Linked DNA regions of Pan troglodytes: region 1 is linked to region 2. A link is a contact called in public Hi-C data. All regions are on one chromosome and are shown on one strand. Each heading gives the region's core, a stretch centred on a gene start, on an enhancer-like site or on the middle of the called end of the contact. The rest is flanking DNA. Distances are from core to core; before and after follow the strand shown.

The links. A called contact is a pair of places that touch in the nucleus more often than the background predicts.
Region 1: a contact with region 2 is called in a Hi-C map of stem cell-derived neural progenitor cells, with 2.9 times the contacts expected there. The contact joins two enhancer-like sites. A contact is called at or near these places in 2 of 7 Hi-C or Micro-C datasets (induced pluripotent stem cells and stem cell-derived neural progenitor cells).

The regions. Positions count from the first base shown.
Region 1 is chr23:30,739,480-30,743,847 of NHGRI_mPanTro3-v2.0_pri, reverse strand. The region is part of intron 2 of TTC28 (tetratricopeptide repeat domain 28); the gene reads left to right. Among named protein-coding and RNA genes, the nearest start is that of TTC28, 93 kb to the left of the region's middle. Within about 2 kb of position 2,732, at least 2 of the 24 cell types and tissues checked have an H3K27ac peak or open chromatin away from gene starts, as enhancers often do. A contact at or near this core is called in stem cell-derived neural progenitor cells, where this site is marked.
Region 2 is chr23:30,183,512-30,187,932 of NHGRI_mPanTro3-v2.0_pri, reverse strand. It overlaps TTC28 (tetratricopeptide repeat domain 28), which reads left to right. Exons shown (of 22, transcript XM_009438072.5): 13 at 2,126-2,266. Among named protein-coding and RNA genes, the nearest start is that of PITPNB, 110 kb to the right of the region's middle. Within about 2 kb of position 3,067, at least 3 of the 24 cell types and tissues checked have an H3K27ac peak or open chromatin away from gene starts, as enhancers often do. A contact at or near this core is called in stem cell-derived neural progenitor cells, where this site is marked.

The sequences.
Region 1 (4,368 bases), core at 1,483-3,982, 560 kb before region 2:
TTCTACAGATTCTTTATTGTTTTAATCCTGAGTTTCTCTCTTCAGTTCTTTATTGACCTTTAAGACAATGAATTTTGGCATGAAAAAGACCCTAGTTTGAAATCCCAGCTCCACCACGGTGTCCTTGGACAAATCAACTAGCCCCTCTGAGGCTTAATTTCTATAAAATGTAGATAAGGCTTACTACAGGTTTGTTTTGAGGATCATGTAAAGCAGGAGTCCCCAACCCCTGGGCCACGGACTGATACTGGTCCGTGTCCTGTTAGGAACTAGGCCACACAGCAGGAGGTGAGCGGTGGGCGAAGCTTCATCTGCATTTACAGCCGCTCTCTATCGCTTGCATTACTGCCTGAGCTCTGCCTCCTGTCAGATCAGCAGTGGCATTAGATTTGCATAGGAGCCTTAGCCCTATCGTGAACTGCGCATGCACGGAATCCAGGTTGCGTGCTCCCTATGATAATTTAATCCCTGATGATCTGTCACTGTCTCCCATCACCCCCAGATGGGACCGTCTAGCTGCAGGAAAACAAGTTCAGGGCTCCCACTGATTCTACATTATGGTGAGTTGTATAATTATTTAATTATATATTACAACTTAATAATAATAGAAATAAAGTGCACAGTAAATGTTCATGTTCTTGAATCATCCCGAAACCATCTCCCCAGCCCCAGGTCCACTGAAAAATTGTCTTTCACAAAACTAGTCTCTGGTGCCAAAAAGGTTGGGGACTACTGATAAAAAGTTAAATAGAGTAATTAATTTAAGGGCCTGGTCCTTATTTCAAATTCTCTCACAGGATAGTTTCCCCACTTCCTTTCTTTCTTTCTTCAGAGCCAGACTTCTTAAAAGAATAGTCTATATTTGTAGTCACTACTGGAAGTCTAGGTTTCTACCTCCACTATTCTATAACTTCTCAGTCCAAGTTTACCATTGATCTCCTAATTGTCAGATCTGATGAGCACTTTTCAGAACTTCATCATTTATTTTTCTTTCCAACCCTTAAAATCATTCTCTTGTAAAGCAGACAGAGAAAGCTTTCTAAATGTAAACAGGTTTCTAAAATATAAGTCCAACTTTTTAGTAACTCTCCATCACCTGCAAAATGAAGTAAATAATTTCTGGTAGGAATAAAAGGACTCAATCTAAATTTGTGTTGTCCGGTATGGTAGGTGCTAGATATATGTGGCTATTTAAATTTAAACTTGTTAATTACAATAAAATACAATATTAAAAACAGTCTCTTAGTTACACTAGCTACACTTCCAACATTCAATAGCCACATGTGACTAATGGCTACTTTATTAGTCAGCTTAGATATAGAATCTTCCCATTACTACATGAAGTTCTATTGGACATGGCTGATATGGATCCAAGATATCAAAAAATGAGAGAGACAGGCTAGAATTACACCAGATTTAGCTAGGTTGGACAAAGGAAGTAAAGGTGGTGATGCTACAGAGATCCTATTGTTAACCTGCAAGAGTCCAGGTTCCTAGGGAGAAGCCTGTCTTGAAATGAATATTTTGAATGAGCAGTAGGAGCAATGGTGGTATCAGGAGATACGAGAGCTACTTTTGTCATTATGTTGGAATAATGAGGAAGAAAAGGAATTATGTTGAAATAAAGAAATGGAATACTGCTGGAATTTTGTTTCTTGCATCAGGCTATTTCAGAAGAAAAAAACATGGTCTTCATTTGAGAAAAGAATGTGCCTGTAGTTCCAGCTACCTGAGACGCTGAGGTAGGAGGATCGCTTGAGCCCAGGAGTTTCAGGCTGCAGTCAGCTGTCTATGATTGTGCCAAAAACAAAAACAAAAACAAAACAAAATAAAAAAACGGAGAAAGAGAGAAAATAATACATGATTGAGATAATTAGAATATATTTATAAGAATAACTAGTTTTTGGGGATTTTAACCTTGTGGTAAATAATACCTCAGACCTGGTATTGACCCATCTGCTTTTTTGGGTTTAAAAGAATTTTGCATGTATAAATGTTTTTGCCAAGTTGAAAGAGATATTTTTATTCTTATATTCTGTAAATAGTCATCTCCAGTCTTCAGATTTATTTTCTGCTCAGCTTATAGTCAAGAATTTTGTTAACTGTTTTACTCCTATCTGTGTAAGTTATTAATGCTGTGATTTTTTTAAAGCTCCTGGATATTAATGTTTTAAGTTCCTGAACTTCTGCAAGATGGTCCATATTGAAAGAAGCAGCTGTAAAATGCAGATGCTGACAAGCAGAAAAACAAAGAGATTTTCACAAGGAATTATGGGTATTTAATGTAACTCTTTAGTTCACAGTTCCATAAAACTGTGTTGTTTTCTTAGTACTACATTCTGTCTTAACCTTCTGTTGTATTGCACAGCTGATTTTAAGGAAGAATGAATTGTTAGTCATTTGCTTTTTATCCGGCATTTTAACTTTCAGTCCTCAGCAGGAATTCTACTGTCCCAGTGCAATTTATTTTATTTAAAGCAATATTGTACACATTTATAACTTTTACTTAATTCTTGAAGAAAAAATTTCAATTTCTATTTATCCTGCTTATGAAAATGAAAATGAATCACAAATTATAAGTGACATCAATCTTTTTTATGATGTCCTCATTTTAAAAAAAAATGATTTTATAAAATGAGAAAAATACTGAAATGCTGTAGAGGAAGAAAGGGAGAAGAGGTGGTTGCATTGCGGGGGTGGGTAGAGAGGCAGGCATTGAGATCGCTAGGCAACAGGCTGTGAGAAATGCAGCATTTCTCATTTGTGTCGTCATGTAACTATGGAAGAACCACCATCTAGCCTAACCTGGTATTTCTTTTTAATCAAGTCCAGCTGTTGATCATGTGAACACACTCTTTCCTCTGGGTATTAAGGGTGTGTTTCTTCCTTTCCTATGGTATCTTAAATGGCTACTGACATATCACCTGGAATGTACCCATGTGCTGTAGGAACCCCCATTATACTGATCATTTCTCATTATGAATCACAAGTAAAATGTTTACCCCAAGTTGCATATAAAAACTTTAAAACAAAGAATGTGACTTGACCACATAAGTATTTTTTTTTTTTTTTAATGAATAGAGTTCTTGTTTTTAATTTGATGAGCAGGGAACTTTCCAACTCTAACCCTTCTTTACAGTCTGTCTTTAATTTGCAAAAAAGATGCATTCCAATTTTTCAGACATAAAACTGTTTAATGGATTTTTTTGAGATTCGTTAGTTTTCTAGTCATGTTAGGTTACCCTGAAATTTAGCATATATCATTTCATGGATTTCAATCTCCTTTTCTCATTTTAATGTTTATATTTACTATTTTGATATTAAAAAATAATTAGGTGGTGTCTTTAGTCCTCCTTAAGTAATACACAGTTGCAGCTGTTAGACTGTTTTTATACAGTACTGTTACCAGCCATGTCTTCCTTGAAAGAAATATGAATTTTCAACATCTTGGATTATTTAGTTCATTTTACTTATCCTCTGTGAGACATAATCTATGTGTAATTTTAAAGTTGTTCTGTTTAAGCTCTACTATGTCTTCTTGGTGGCACTAAGAAATAAATATTTTTGCTTCTGCGTTTTGGGATCTTCTTCTCCCTATCACCCCTTAATGCTGTAGCAATATTTAAGGCATTCTGAGTTCCAGCACTAGACAGAGCTTGGTCAGTTAATCATCCCAATATATTCTGGTAAGATAAATTTGAAAACATGTATAGTAATCGTCTATTATTATCTAAGAAAAATGTTTGATAATTATAGGTATGAATTTTTGCTTTATAGGTCATAAAATTATTATAGTAATGTTGCTTTTTTTCAAAAAAGGAAACCACTTAATAATATTTTGAGATAAAACATTGTGCTTGCCAAAGTGTTCCAAATAATATACTCTTTCAAAAGTCTATAAAGTCCTTAACTTTAAGGCCTTGTATTAGATATTTGATATACCACATATATCCATGTATCGTTTACAAGCTTACAGATATATGATTTATTTGTAAGATTATGCCAACTAACATAGATACATATGAAAAAAGCCATATTACAAAAGGAAGAAATGTTCTTTTGTTTGTTCGTTTGTAGAGATGGGGTCTCACCAGCCTAGGCTGGTCTTGAACTCCTGGGCTCAAGCAATCTTCCCATCTTGGCCTCCCAAAGAGGGAAGAAATATTCTTGCAATGATATCTGTAGATAAAAATTGTTGAATTCTATTTATTAGTGGAATCATGCTCCTAACTTGATTGAAATTTCAAATTGTATGTATGTGTTTGACCTTTACTCATGATAATTACCTCCCTTAAATACTTCCATTACTTTAGACTTTTCTTCACTGAATTAAAATGTATTATTTATCCTTTGGAATCTCCTAATATT
Region 2 (4,421 bases), core at 1,818-4,317:
AAATACTTTGCACATTATAAAATTCTCTCCAGCATAGGTCATTCATTCATTCAGCAATTCCCCATTGCATACCTGCTGCATGCCAGGTACTGCGCTGTGTTTAAAGAGCCATTTCCAGACTGTGAAGGCTGGGAAGAAAAGCAGGCTAATAGCCAGGACTTTACCAGTCATCAATGTGGTTCTGAGGTAATTACTAGATGTTTTTATCTGGGTTTTCCAGAGAAACAGAACCAATAAAAGATATATATATACAAACACACACACAAACACACACACACACTCACACTATATATATATTATATATATATATATATATACACACACTAAGTAGATATAAATAGGATGTGCTTGTATATTTATTTATTTATTTTTATAAAGAGATAAAGGAAACTTATTATAAGGAATTGGTTCATGTGGTTGTGGAGGCTGAGAAGCCCCAGGGTCTGCCACAGCAAGCTGGAGACCCAGGAAAGCCAGTAGGGTAAGTTTCAGTTCAAGTCCAAGCCTGAAGGCAAAAGATTGATGCCTTAGGTTGGTGACAGTGCAGAAAGAGCAAATTTTCTCTTTCTCTACTTTTTTGCTCTATCCAGGCCTTCAATGGATAAGCAGATGAGGCCCACTCACACTGGGGAGGGCAGTGTACTTTACTCAGTCTGCAAGCTTAAATGGTAATCTCATCTAGAAATGCCCTCACAAACACATCCCAAATAATGTTTAACCAAATATCTGGGCACCCTGCAGCCCAGTCACGTTGACATAAATTTAGCCATCACACCATGGTTGGTGTTCACATAGAGCATTCAAGTTTGCATAGCAGCTTTACGTGCCATGTCTCATTTGGCCCCCAGAATGAGGGGCTTATTTCCCTTCTCTGTCACAGGTGTCGCCAGCTTGGCCATTTGAAGTGGGTCATGTTTGTCCTAAACCCAAATCTCTATGCACCAAGCCTTATTCCTCTTCCTCTCAGCGACAGGAGGTCTGCCCCTTTCCAGAGTCCCACCTGCCTAGCACATGAGGGGCTTGCAACTCTGTCTGCTGCCTGCAGTGCCCTGGTGCCCTCCACTTCTTCACACCAGTCCTTAGTAGGAAGGTCTGAAAGTAGTTTTCCTGTGGGCTTAGAGTTATCTGGGGGCGAGGTATCAGTAAGCATCTCCGCAAAGTCTGAATGTGGTCCTGATGCCTAGGATAGGTGAGGGCTCAACATAGAGATGTGCCTTTGTGAGCCTCAGTTGGTTGGGAGGCATGGTGTGGCATGGAGGAGGATGGCTGCAGGCTGGCGGCACTCCCACAGACACATTTGCCCTGGCCTGGCTGTCCGTGTGTCATCAGGGCACACAGTGCATGGCTTTTACATTTAATAAGCCTTTTGCCATTTTAATCATGCTGATGAATCAAGGTACTCCTGTGTATTTCTGTTTACTTAAAACAGATTGTGGGATGTTCTGTTAAAGTCTGTCATAGAGGAAATATGAATTTATTAATTCAAAAATGGTCCCCTCCTCATGCTGAGCTTCAAAAATGGGCCAAATCAGCGGCAGTTCTCAAGTTTGCGTTTCCAGCGGTGCCTGCCCTGCTAGCATTGCAACCACTTGTCAGCATGTTTGTCTCCTCATCTGGAAAATGCCATTTTAGGCTGCATGTCCCCCTTGCCTAGGACAGTACCCAACACAATGTAGGTATTTAGTTACTGTTTCTGGAATGGACTGGACTGCAGCTTGTGCAGGGAGGACTGCCTCACAGCTGCACTTGCCTCAGCTGTACGCTGGGAAGAGTGCCTGACCAGCCCATAACAGACAGCACCTCATCTAGTCTGTCATACATAAGCTAGGTGCTGGGAATACAGTTCTTATTCAGACACAGCTCCTGCCTGTAGAGAGTTCACAGCAGAGTCGGGGGTGACAGCCCATAAACAACCAACCAGAGTTCATCTTGAGAAGCAGTGGACAAAAGAAGTTCAGGAAGAGGGCCTCAGGGACACTGAGGAGGGAGTGGGGTGATGCTGTCATCTGGAGACAACGGTACTAGAGGTTCGTTTGGTGACAGAATGGCATAGGACCTCAGAGCTGACTTCCATAGCTCAGCGCTTCCTTTCTCTGATTGGCTTTTTCTGCAATTTTTCCTGCAGGGCCTGTGCCAGCAGTGAGACAGAGAGTGAAGCGGGAGACATTATGGACCAGCAATTTGAAGAGATGAACAACAAACTCAACTCAGTCACTGACCCCACTGGCTTTCTGCGGATGGTTCGCCGCAATAACCTCTTTAACAGGTGAGCGTGGGGCACTTTCCCCAGGCCCAGTGCAGGGCAGGGTGCTCTGAGCACAGATAATGTGCTTTCAGTGGATGCTCCTTCCAGCTGGTTAGACTTCTGGCTCATGTCATGCATTTGCAGCAGCAAGCATGATGCTTCCACAGCCCCATGCCCGTCAGGGCCTCTGCTTCACAGCAGCATCTCCAGCTCAAGCGAGAAAACAGTGACAGGCTTGACGTGACAATCCTCATTTGGCTGGGATAGGAGTCCTAGGGGACAGTTGGCTGCTTCTTCACATAGCCTCAGAGCTGACTTTCCAAACATCAGGCAGAAGCCAGAGCAACTTCACATACTTCTTTGCTAGCTTCTGCAGGTAACTCCTGGGCCAGGTACCTGCACTGACTTCCTGGCCTGAGATTCGGGGAGGTCAGGGAGAGTGAGAATGCTAGTGCTGTTGGAGGGAGAAACTGGGCCTAGGAATGCACTCATCCAGACCCAGGCTCACCCGTCTGTGCCAAGACCTCAGTTCCCTGTCACTTGACCAAATAGGCCTTAATGGCTTTAAGATGAATCGAGTTTGAAATTTCCAAGCCAGCACACCCCTTCATCTTTTTCTAAGGAGTGATACCCGAGCTGGGTCCGGATAAACAGGGCAGGCGGTTGGGGTTGAGGGACACCTGTCCCACTGTTGTTTGGTTGCCTGGCAACAACCTAGGGGTACATTTTGATAGACCTCTTTGGAAAGATATCACAGACTCCCTAGGTCCCTGCCACAGCCTGAAGGCCTGCCTTTAAAGGGCAGCTGGTTGACCCTAGAACACAGGCAGGAAGTGACTGTGCACTGGGTGGGAGGCAGCCTCTGCTTGGCAGCCCTGCTGTGCAGGGCATTGTGCGCCCTGTCTGTTCCTACTCCAGGCCCTGGTTTCCTCTCATTATTGTGCTGTCAGGGTGACAAATGTGTGTTGACTTTCCCAGGGCTGAGTTGAGTGGGAAGGGAGCCAAGGGCAGGGGATGTAGGAGCTGGCAGCCTGGTTGTAAGGAGGCCAAAACTTCAAGCTAGTTCACCCTTAGTTCCTTCTTCCCAGCCACCTTCACAGGTGTCCCTCATGGCTTTTGGTTTCATGTAGGGATGCAGCCAGGTTTGCGGAGGCCTGGGATTGGGCCTGGACACATGTTCTTGCTCTGCCAACTTCTCAGCCAGTGAAGGCAGGTGACACTTACCTCCGCCAGGTGATGCAAACTGTGGTGATAAACTAGAGTGTGAAGAGCTCAGAGTGCAGCCTCTGGCCTTGCCACTCACGAGCTGTAGGACACTAGGGAGGCAGTTTCACCTCTGTCAGCCTCAGTCTCGTCATCTGTGAAATGGGGATGGCTTCTTACCCTGCAGGGTTCCTGTAATGTGGGAATAAAGGAGCCAATGTATAAATAACACACTGACCGGCTTAATGTGTGGAAGGCACTGAACAACTGGTGGGTTTCTGTTGTTTGGAGTAAAGTGGGAAGAATAGTGCTAAACTTAAATTCTTAACGTGGGTGGAGAAACTTTGGAAGGGATGAGACGTCTGTGTGCCTATGCAGCAGCTGTTGGCCATCTTGGGTTGTAGCCTCCCCATCCTTCTTCCCTTCCTACCTCAAGTCCTTCACAGGAGAGAGCTGCCAAAGCAGACAGTCAGGCATCCATGGTGACCTGGTTGCAGGCACTCCAGCAGTCAGGAACCAGTTCCCCCAGGACCTCAGCACTATGGAAGAAAAGGGTCAAGCCAGGTATATCTAGGGCCCTAGCTTATCAACCCTAGGCTTGGGGTGCTGTGCACTTTGAATGGTGGAGTGCTCATTTTGGAAAGATGGTTTCTGTCCTTCTGAGCAGCCCTGCAATAGCTCCAGTGAGTACAATGCTGTAGATTAATTTGTTGGTTCGCTTATACAACACAATCTCCGCCCCCAGCCAGGCTGAGTATTGTGCCCAGCCCTGGGGACTAGTGGGGAGCAGCAAGGCCCACAGCCCCGGAGCTTGCACCCAGCTCCCTTGGCAAGGTCTGACCCAATCCAGTCCCACCCTCAGAAAAGCAAAGGAATTGAAGGGGTCTCTGCAGACTCTTCCAACCCCGACCCTTTGGATGAGGGAAATAGCCGGCATTCTTCTCGCTTCAATGTGGTAAGCCCTTAAGGCCCA